Regions from separate parts of the Mus musculus genome. Here region 2 is linked to region 1. The links are chromatin contacts, called in public Hi-C maps. All regions are on one chromosome and are shown on one strand. The core of a region is the stretch at or near the end of the contact, and the rest is flanking DNA. Distances in the headings are between cores, read along the strand shown. Region 1 has its middle 34 kb from the start of Gm6135. Region 2 has its middle 200 kb from the start of Tacr3.

Region 1 (5,697 bases), core at 1,065-3,564:
TAGAATTATGGTACTGCCTCCTACTAAGCTACATTAATTAGCATGCAGTACTTGACAGAATTCTGCCAAAACACTCATCAAAAGCAGAAACCACAACATGGTAAAAAAAAAAAAAAAAGCATTCTGTCAGAATCTTAGTCAGCAAAGCTGTCTGGAACTTCTATTCCCATACCATAAGTACTAGTCAAAATTTCCTAACAATTGATACTTTGTATCTTCTGTGTCTTTGACTTTATATTGCCTTTGCCATTGTAAACATCTTCCATTTGATGAAAGCTGAAAGAATTATGCACACACACACACACACACACACACACACACACACACACACACACACACACACCAGGTCCTGGATACCTTTCTTCTACTTTTAGCAATGTTCCTTTACCCTCTTCTTAATATTGATTGTGGCTGTTTTAATCATGAGATTAAATGATGGGTGTTGATCATTATCCAGTACAAGATCTGCACAGGGGAAACATCAAACCTGCTGGGATGCATTGCTGCAGTGGCTAGGTGGGTCCCTAAGCTATGCTGACACGCAGACATGAAGAAGGAAAAAACCCAAACCTTTTCTTTCCTGCTTGTTTTCAGAAACTGATTTAATTAACTTGGAAATGCTGAATGTTGATGAAATTTCCCCCAAATGCCTAAATAAACTTTCAAATTGTTCCAAGATTTGATCTCAGTTTCTGAGAAAGTGTACCCAGAAGCCCTTTGGATCACAGGGCAACCTGGATGTAATTAAACATTCCACCAAGTATTGTTTCACTGAGAATCAAAACTCAATCGCCCAAATTCCTAAGTATAAAATCCCAAACATCTTTTCTCTTTTGTTTCTCAGATGTCACCAGTTCCACTGAACATGAGACTCTCACCTCCCTCCAGCTTGAGCCTTCAGCTTCTCTCTGTGTTCTGTGAGCCAGCCTCAGAAAAGCCAGTTCTACTGCTCTCCCAGACAGTCCTGGCCTGTGATGTCACATGCTGCAAATCTGGAATGTTATTATATTACATTATGTTAAATATGACTTTAACATTCATTTACTAACTAGCAAACACAGTCCTTAAACTGACTCTCCAAGACAAAGTCACTCTAGGGTATGGACTTCCTGTCCAAATCTTTCATATAGAGATCCTGTCCATATAACACACAATTTGGTTAAAATGTACTAATGATCATGGACTCATGTGACTTACATATTAAGACTGAAAGCCATGGCTAGAGAAGGACTGCTCTATTTGTGCCCTGCCCATTTGGAACAGGTAGAGTCTATTATGCCCAAGAAACAGCTCCCAGATCCAGTGCATATCTTTAGTATATTTAGGGGTTTTGGTTTGCTTTTGATTTTGTACTCATAAGACTTTTTTTTCTCTAATTATTACTTTTACTTTTCACACCCAAAACTTGTTGCTGGTGTCTGACCTAGTGTGAGTTAAGAAAACTATGATATTTTTCTTATTTTTCTTACTGACATGAGGGAGGAAGAAGAAGAGGAGGAAGAGGAGGAGGAAGATAAGGAAGAGGAGAAGCAAAACAAACAAAACCAAAACCAAGTTCAATTGTGTTGCCAGTATACTCACTGGAGCATGATAAAACTCCCAATGGTCAGCCCCTTAAAGAAAACTGTGTCCTTCCCTACCCAGATCCCAGCCAGAAGCCATCAATGTGGAGAGCTCTGCTTTAGCATCGTTATCACATTTTTTTTAAAGAGTTCTCTTTGATGTCCCTCTTTCACAACTGTGGGTCTGCAGTCACCAATGTCACTGCAAAAGTAGCTTCCTAGTTTTTCAGTCTTGATTCTGGCACTTCATCAGCAACTACAGCCTAAAGTTATTTTTCAAGAGAACTATGTGGGTGGCACGGCTGACTAACAGTGAAAGTCCTCTTAGTCCCTTCTCTGGAGTATTCACCCTCTGACTGCTATGGGTGTGTTTTTCCTCCGACAACACAGACCTCCCCTTGGATGACAGCTGAGGAGCGATCTGACTTCACTTCTCACACCAATTGACTCACTAATGACTGTGACTGCAGCTGATGATGGCCCGGAGGTCAGGCTGACCTGTGCTTTGGTCTGTAAATCTCTTATGATAATGCTATCTTCCAGAACTACATGCAGGGTGGCAGAAAGGTGTCTGGAAGAACATCAGATGCAGTCTGAGTTCTCCAGGAGGCTGGTTGTTTTCTAACACCCGCTCTGAACTATGGGAGTGGGAACACTGTATATTTTAAATGCGTCTGTTGTACAACTGCTGAGTTCAGAGTACTCTTCGCAAGGGCTGGGTAATCACGCAGATGGTGTGCTTCGCGACCAAAACCACTCGCTGTAGATGCCACATTCTGAGAGAACATGTAAACACTTGGCATAGTTGGGGGAGTTTCAGAGGTGTTAGATTCATTTAGAAAGTTACAGCTTTCTCGGTGACAGCTTCTCATTCGAGGCTAGCAGGATTAATTCTTGCTTCCTTATTTTTATTCTTGACATTCCAGAAATTGCCACACAACTTCCTGATCTAACTTGAGTTGAGAGTTGTGTTTTTCCTGTTCTCCCCTAGCTTAAGAGGGGTGGGGGCGGGGGCTGCTATACCAACAAGGAGTGCAGAAGCAGAAGGACTGAGTGACCAGGGGTAGCTTGCATTACCTCATGTGTGCAGCGGAGTTGCCAGGTCTGTGTTTGTGTGCCTTCCCCACAGTTTTGTTAATGCCAGCAGCGGCTCTCAGCATTTATAGTCTCATCCCAAACTTACTATAGAAGTAATAAGAACTAAACATATTTCCTTTAAATTTTCACTTATTTGTTAAATAGATTAATTAAGGACTTGCTCAGTATAAAATATAATCATTCTCTAGGTCATTATGCAGAATTTAAGCCTCCTAGCAGGAGCTAAGTAATAAAGGTGTGAAAGGGGTCTGGCCAAAAATGTCTAGAAGAGACAATTACAAAGACAAGACATGGCAAGGTGTCTGGAATAACTGATGGACGGCCCAGAAAAGATGTGGCCAGAGAGGAGCCAGTTGAACAGAGCAACATGGAGCTTGATAGCGAGGAGAGATTAAAATGACACAGTCACCCTCCTGCATAAGCCCACATTCTAGACAGTATAATGCACCATCACATAGGAAAATAACCAAAAAGAGACCGAAGCAGTACTGTCATGGGAATATAGAGGACTGTGGGAACAGTTTTATGAGTATGTAACTGCAGGTTTTATGGAAAAAACAGCATTTACATTGGGTTTTTACAGAATGCCTAAAAGTGTAGCAACCTAGGGGAAATGGGAACGAAAGAGATAAGCCAAAGATCCCCCATCTTCATTCCTTCTAAGTTTATAACATACAGAACAACCACTGGCCCACATAGATCTGAATGAATGAATGAATGAATGAATGAATGAATGAATGAAGAGGTCATTTGGTTAGCACCATAGAATTAAGCGTCTAGAGTATGCCTTACACCTGAAGCACAATTCTCCAGATTATATTGTGAGGAAAAAGCACAGTTAGGGTTTGTAATCAAACGGAAACAGGGACATTAGAAGGCAAAATCTCAGGGAGTGACCCTACAAAGTCAAAACAGACAGAGTGGAAACAGTGGAGGACATCGGAGCCTGACACTGAGGAAAGTTCGTGCGGGCTTCATCACGGCCCTCTGGCTCACTTCTGTAATGATTCTCCCCACTTTTCTATGGAAAATCTAGGAAGAACGTGAAATAAGAGCATCAAAGAGCTGACACAACAATATCAGCCCTACTTGTGCCTTCTTTAATGTATTTGTTTTAATATGTAAAACAAAGCAAAACAAAACAAAACAAAAAAACTGGGCTTTGTTCTCCCCCGCACCCCCTTGGTGTATATATAGAAAAAAATACTAAGAAAAATAATGTCGTTAGAACTAATTCTCACCTGATTTGGTATAATTTTCTAAAATATCAAGAAGTCAAGGAAACTTCCAGAAGCAAATAATGTGTGATGGTTGTTTTCTGTTAGCGCACTAGCAGCTGCCTAAAGAGTAAAGCCACTAGTTAAATCTTTTAACATGGGTGTTGGAGGCGGACAACACAGTGCCTGGGTCCCTGCTACGCTCACTCTTCACCATGGCTGTCTCTTCTTCGTGCTCGTAGTGTGCAAAAGCATGACGCGTATGTGACTCTCCATTTGGCCAGAGAAATAAACTGTTTCCAGAGTTTACTGCACTCTGTGGGCGTACCCTACTCTTCACTGATTGAAGAGAACCTGCATTCCCCATCCTTTAGGAGACACTCTCACTTCACCTTCTCCACAAACCTTTTCCTCAGTCCCTAAGTGCTTCACAAGTCTCTGTGCCCGATTGTGTATCCTTGGGGGATGCCTCATAGACATGAACAAGAAGTACTACACAGGCCACGTGCAGCCACAGTTTTGGCTTTTCTCGTGCTCTGTAGCAGGCAGCCCATGGACCAGATACACCAAATCCACTTCCCATCATTTCGATTGCATTGGCACATAGATGTGATGATTTGTTTACATGCTGTTTCTGGATACTTTCTGTCTAGCTCAGGCAGAGACCATGGCGCATGCAAAGCCTAAACTATGTTACCACCTGATCCTCTGTGGAGAAAACTGTCACCTCTGGATCCATGTGTGTTTCAGTTTCCTGATGATGATGCCCTTGCATTTGTTTCACATGGACAAGACAGTCAGGAAGTCACAGGACTCACAAGGGTAAGGAACGCTGGCAGAGAAAGTGACATTAAGGTGGTGGTGTTTCTGAGCTACTTATTGAATGAATCCAAAAATAACTAAGGAGTTTTGTAAAGCAAACTGCCCTAGTACATAAAATATGGATTCAGGGTCTACTTCCTGTTTTCTGGATACCCTGTGCCTCAGCTCCTTTCTCTATAAAATAAAAATGACAGGATTTAATGAAACATGCCAAGAATATTATTTGGCCCATAGTAACTCCTCAAGAAGTACTATCTATTAACAAAGTGGAGAAAGAGACTCCGTTTAACTATGTTGTTTTCATCTTCCTTTTTTTTTTTTTTTTTTTTTTTTGGTTTTGTTTTTTTTGTTTTTTTTTTTGGTTTTGTTTTGTTTTGTTTTGTTTTTATGGCATACTTTTGGACCTATTCTATAAAAAGGGATCAGTTTCTACCTTTTTCTGCCAACTCCAAACCATGCCTGGCATAAAAGATGATCAGAGGTAGGTGTCGCAGGCTATCCAAGGACAGAACTGCTGTCAGGGAGGTTGAAAACACCCTGGAGTCAGGGAGACATAAAAGTCATAAGCCAGTCAGTAGAACCCTGTTGAGCTCCCTCTTCCCCTGATGAAAGGCAAAGGAGCTCTGTGGAACTGTCAACTGAGGAAGTGGTGAGCAATGAGCAGATCCTGCAATTTGCACACTAATTCTCCCTCGTGCCACCTGGGGGCTTCCTGCTGGCAGAAGCACAGAAGATAGGAGAGTGGTGCGGGTCCAGCCAGCAGCCAGCCATGCCTCTATTCTTCCCTTGCTGAGCAATACCAGCAGCCCAGCTTGTCTCCATTCACTGTTCAGTGAGCAGTTGGCAGGCTTCCCCCAGAGCGTGGGCAGGCCTGAGCAGAAGGAAGACAATGAGAGGAATTTTAAAAGCCTTCCACCTTTTTGCACTTTCTTCGCAGTTTCTCTCAGGAGAAGTTGACTCAGCAGGTGCCCCTTTCTACCTTTTTCCTCAGCCTTGCC
Region 2 (5,697 bases), core at 1,912-4,411, 870 kb before region 1:
AGAAGGAAAAGATCCCAAGAGAAAGCAGAAGAATCAGAGACCTACTTGTTCAGATATGCAGGAATCCCATAAAAACACTAAACTGGAAGCCATAAAGTGACTGCAGAGGACCTGGTGCAGACCCTGCACATACTGCCTCAGGTTCTGTGAGTACATATGGGCTTTGCTCATGTTGATTTTGAGGGCCTTATTCATTTTTTATTTTTATTTTTATTTATTTTTTGCCATCTTCTATTCCCTCTGACTCTGATACTCTTTCTGCTTTCTCTTTCTCTGAGCTCTGAGGGGGAGGGATGTGATGCAGACAACCTCTTTAGGGCAGAGTGTTCCAAGATTTCTTACTCTGTGCTTAGTATGTAGCTGTGGGTCTTGTATGTTTGCTCACATCTCCTGCAGAGAGAAGCGTCTCTGTTGATAGCTGAACAAGTCACTGAACTATGAATATACCAGAATATAAATAGGAGTCATTTATCACTATATATTTTTCTTTTCTTATTTTTTAGACCAGTATTACTTGGTTCTTCTATAGGTTCCTGGTCACCTAGGCAGTGTTGGGTATGGGTTCTATCTCATGGAGTGTGCCTCAAGACAAATTCAATACTGGTTTATTCCCAAGCTTTGTTTCACTGTTGCCCTAACATGCAAATAGTAAACCATTTAGATAAAGGGTATGTGGCTGGCTTGTTGTTTACATTTTTCTTTTGATAGTGTGCAGAGTACATTCTTGTATCAACGACACTGGAACATAGGGATGAAAATTCTATTTAGGCACTAAATTCTATTTAGGACATCCTTATGTTGAATGAGTTGTATAGGTGTTGTCTTCAGCAATTGGGCCTTACTGTGAGTTTATGGAAAGCAATTTATAGTCTTGGCAACAGCCTCATTTTTGGAGATTCCCATGATAGGGGGTTACTTTGGCCAACAACTCAATTATATGTAACCAAATCCCAGTATCAAAAACTTCTTTTGGTGAAAATCATGTCCAGCTGGGACTCTATCTCTTCCATTATGCTTTCTAACTCAGTAAAATTTTTCTACATTTATGGAACATACACACAGAGCCGTGTGTGTGTGTGTGTGTGTGTGTGTGTGTGTGTCTTGACTGTGTGTGGAATGAGAGAGAGAGGGAGAGAGAGAGAGAGAGAGAGAGAGGGAGGGAGAGAGGGAGAGAGAGAGAGAGAGAGAGAGAGAGAGAGAGAGAGAGAGAGAGAACAAAAGGGAACTATCATGGCTGCCCTCTGAAAGACCCAACAAGCAGCTGAAAGAGTCAGATGCAGTTATTTGCACCCAACCAATGGACAGAAGCAGCTGTTGTTGAACTGGGGAAGGCTGAAAGAAGCTGAGGAGAAGACTGATTCTGTAGGAGGAACAGTAGTCTCAATTAATGTGGATCCCTGAGATCTTTCAAACACTGGACAACCAGACAACATACACAAGCTGATATGAAGCCCCCAACACACATACAGTAGAGGACTTCTGGGTCTGTGTTCAGTCAGAGATGATGCACTTAACCCTCAAGAGACTGGAGGATCCAGGGATTTTAGAAGTCAGGTGGGTTGGAGGTTGGAGACATCCACACAGAGACAGGGGGGTGGGGAGGGGGTGTGGGATGTGGAGGAGTTAGAGAGTTGGATGGGGGGTTGGGGAACTGAATATGGAGTGTAAAATATAAATTAATTTTAAAAGAATATTTTAAAAGAAATGATAAGCTGTTATCAATTTTAGAATACCATGTATTCTTCACTTTTTTTCTTTTCTTCTTCCTTTCTTTTTTTCTTTCAGTTGATCCATCACGAATCACAGTCAGTTTTGACAGGATGAAATGTGCTGTCAAAATACTGTCAATCAGGATTCAAGAGTTACCACTTTTGCAAAGTATCATTCCACACTTGCATTTCACACAGAAGCTTTACTTTGTTTAATGTTTAACTAGCATGTTAAACCAAAATTTTACATCCTGCTTGTAGACCCTGGAATTTGAATTTATAACTTGGAGATCTTGTAGCTATGGAAGTGCCTTTATCTTTGCAATTCAGCATAGATAATGCTGTCAAACTAAGGTGGAGCTGAGTTTCTTGTGCAACAGCATTATCAATGTCCACAACAATCAAAGATAGGGAGAAGGCTTCTTGGGAAAGTGAGAGAAGTTGGCAGTTCTGACTCCACAAACATGACCACTCCACCACCCACATAAATCCTGGCACAGTGACACATACATTCCCCCACCAAGAAGGCAGGACCAAAAGCATCCTTTAGTTTTGTTGGCTAGCCATCCTAGCCTTTCTACGAAGTCCAGGTTCAGTGAATTCTAGCTTCCATTGCGCGCGCGCGCACGCACACACACACACACACACACACACACACACACACACACACATATTCACCACACACTCATAGACATACACATGCCACATATAATACACTCACATACAACATACATGCATATCACATAATACGCCACACATACCACACATGTATACACACCATAGATACTACATACCATATAACACCTATACATTCACCACAAACAACACATTTAAACCATTCACACACACAACACACCATGTACACACACATACCACCCACATAACACATATACATACTCCACATTCACACATCACACAGACACAGCACACATGTCTTGCATACCCTACATAACACACACGCACACACATCTACTGCATTCAAAGGCTGTTTATTTTCACTTTTCCTTTCCCATGAACAAAGTGTCAGCCGCAGCAGAACTTACACAGATGGACGGAGAAGAAAGTCCTTACAACAAAGGTTAGCATGCTGCAGGGTTAAAAACCTCATTTTAATAGAGAAGAAAACCAACCAGCCAGAGTTTTTCACATTTCTCATCTGTGCTATTTGATGGTTGGGTAGTAAAATCATTAAATATTAGTGGACTCTGTCAAATTAGAGAACTAAGATAGCTATTTTCATAGATCAAACTGTATTTTTTTAGATCAAAGAAATGGCTTTTATTTTCTTGAGTTTTTGGTAGCGATTTGATTTTTTAAAACATTCTTGGGATTATGGTAATTACGTCATTTTCCTCCCTCGTCTGCCCAAACATGACCTGAGCGCTGACAACAGAAATCCACACCCTAAGTGGAAGGAATCGACACCCAGTGTGGAAGAATCACCCTACACTCAAGGAGACTCAACCCGAGACAAAGAACTGCAAGCAACCACCGAATGCTGACAGCGGGAGAAAGTGTTCCCCTGGGAAGAGCTCAGAATTGTAAAAGGCAACTTTTCAGAAAACAAAGTTAAAGATATCTTGCCTGGGTTCCCTTTCAAACTTCCATGATGCCCGGGTGTTGTTTCCTTCATTTTCTTATTTGCAGAAATTATTACTGAGAAGCATTCCATGTGGAATAAAGATTGAGTAGCTTTCAGTCTTGTAAGTCAAAAACATCTGGAATTACTCAGCCATTAATAAAAATTGCCAGCGCAGTTCAGAAATAAAAGCAGCACTAGGTGGCACTGGAAGATCGCGGCTCCGTGGCACTCGTTGCTCTTCGTTTTCTCCTATAATTCTCAAGGGGAAGAAGAGGAGCTATGGGGGGAAATCATGGCTACAGAGGTAAATATTAATTCATTTGCCTGCTTTTCCTGGAAGCTATTCCAGAATGTGTTCGTGAAAGCAAATGGCCAATTTACTAGAAGCTTCAGCACAAGGCCCATTAACCATCCCGTTTAGATATAATCAAAGACAGATAAAGGGATTTGCACCCTTGCTTCTGTGGGGGCTTCTGCTGTTCCATTTGCTGAGACTGATGACAGGGACATAGTGTTTAGCTACAGCTATAAAGATACGGATGGCCTCGTTCATAGGTAAATAATCAGTCATCACTTAAGAGATACACAGTTTCTTTCTTTTTTCCTAGCAGAGCAAACACAAAGGGTTGTTCTTTCTCTCTCTCTCTCTCTCTCTCTCTCTCTCTCTCTCTCTCTCTCTCTCTCTCTCTCTCTCTCTCTCTCTCTCTCTCTCTCCCTCTCCCTGAAATGGCATATATTCTAAGTCAGTGGAGTTATTTATTTTTCATTTTGCAATTCCTTCACACTAAGGGTCAGCTTGACTAACCCGCAGCAATGACTCATCTTTTATAGTTGAGGCGTTTGAACGGAAGTCCAGCCCTGCTTCTCCCCACACCCACCCTAATCTTCTTTCATGCGACCATGAAGCCAGCCTTTAAATCCAGCAGAAGATGTTTCTGTCATGCTCTCAAGCTATAAAATCCATTTCCAGGTCTGGAAGACGGGAATGATATGTGGATATTTGTTTAAAAAAAAAATCACGGTTTGTCTGTCCTCCTAGCTAGGTAATGTGAAAGGTCTTTAAATTCAAAATATTTCGAAACATACATCATTTCTTCAATGTCTTCTTCTCAATGGTAAAATGTTATTTTAAAATGGTCACTTTCTGAAGATTTTTTTTTTTTGTTGAATACGGAATTAGAATTCATTTTATCTCTTAAAAATCAGAATGTAATATATATTGATCATATTTTTCCCATCCCCCAACTCTTCCCAGATTCCCCACCATCATCCAACTTTATGTTCTTTTTCCTTTCTTAAAAAACAAAAATATAAAACAGTAAAAAGTACACACACACACACACACACACAAACACACACGGGGGGGGGGATCTTGTCCATCTTGTATTGAAAGCCTTTTAGAAGAATTTTTAAAATATATTTCTTGAAATTTTCACTTTTGTGTATACAATGGATTTGATAACACCACCTCTCTCCCCTCCTTTAATTTTACATATTTAATAGCTCATAGAAATTGTGTGGCATATTTGTGGTTTTGTCAGCCACAGGATCCATTTCTCTCCTAGTGTTTTATTCTTTCCTTTAGCAGAGACCTGGATTGGAGCAGGCCTATTTAAACATGGGATTGGTCATACCTGGTGCTCTGGACTAGGGAATCATCCTGAGCTGGCCGACAGACATCCTGAGCTGGCCGACAGACATCCCGGATGTGAACGGGAAGCATCAGTTGTTCCTTTTAGCTTTTTTTCCTTCCTCCTCCTTCATTTCTTCTCTCCTTCTCTTTCCTTTCATTTTGTCTCTCCTCTATTCTTGTCCTCATTATAGATGTTTAAAATTAATTTTGGAATTCGCACTCCCTTAAGAGTTCCCCACAGATCATTTCTTCCCATTCTCTGGCTAATTGTTAACACTTTTAACATATAACAAAGAAAATTACTATTTGTGTAACAGTCAGAGTATTCCATGTTTGAGAAAAGACAAATTAACATGTTTCTTTTCTTTTCCCCCTTTATTCCTCCAAGTTGGTTAGTTTAAGATCAAGGATAATATCATACACAGTATGATAACAGAGAGACAGTATCTCCTTAGTACACAATGCAATCAATTAGGAATAAGTCAAGAAACTGAATGAAACAGAAAAAGAAGAAAGGAAAAAAAATAAGGAAGCATGAGAGACACAGAGAGAGAGAGAGAGAGAGAGAGAGAGAGAGAGAGAGAGAGATCATTCCTGTGGCATTTTGTGTTTTGGTTTTTACTCTGTCTCGAGATTCTCATTGAGCTTAGTCACATGACCAGAGACACTTACCAGAGATGGATGCTGACACAAAAAATTTCCATCGCAGTATATTTTGTCTAATGACTACAGAAGCTAACATCTGTAAGTGCAGGTTTTCATAGAACTGAATG

What was found. Hi-C and Micro-C count contacts between places; a contact is called where the count stands out from the background.
Region 2: a contact with region 1 is called in a Hi-C map of uterus, with 3 times the contacts expected there. The contact joins two enhancer-like sites. A contact is called at or near these places in 4 of 484 Hi-C or Micro-C datasets (cerebral cortex, nephron progenitors, tail fibroblasts and 1 more).

The regions. Positions count from the first base shown.
Region 1 is chr3:133,754,823-133,760,519 of GRCm38.p6, reverse strand. No RefSeq gene overlaps it. Among named protein-coding and RNA genes, the nearest start is that of Gm6135, 34 kb to the left of the region's middle. Within about 2 kb of position 2,314, at least 62 of the 459 cell types and tissues checked have an H3K27ac peak or open chromatin away from gene starts, as enhancers often do. A contact at or near this core is called in uterus, where this site is marked.
Region 2 is chr3:134,627,800-134,633,496 of GRCm38.p6, reverse strand. No RefSeq gene overlaps it. Among named protein-coding and RNA genes, the nearest start is that of Tacr3, 200 kb to the left of the region's middle. Within about 2 kb of position 3,161, at least 49 of the 459 cell types and tissues checked have an H3K27ac peak or open chromatin away from gene starts, as enhancers often do. A contact at or near this core is called in uterus, where this site is marked.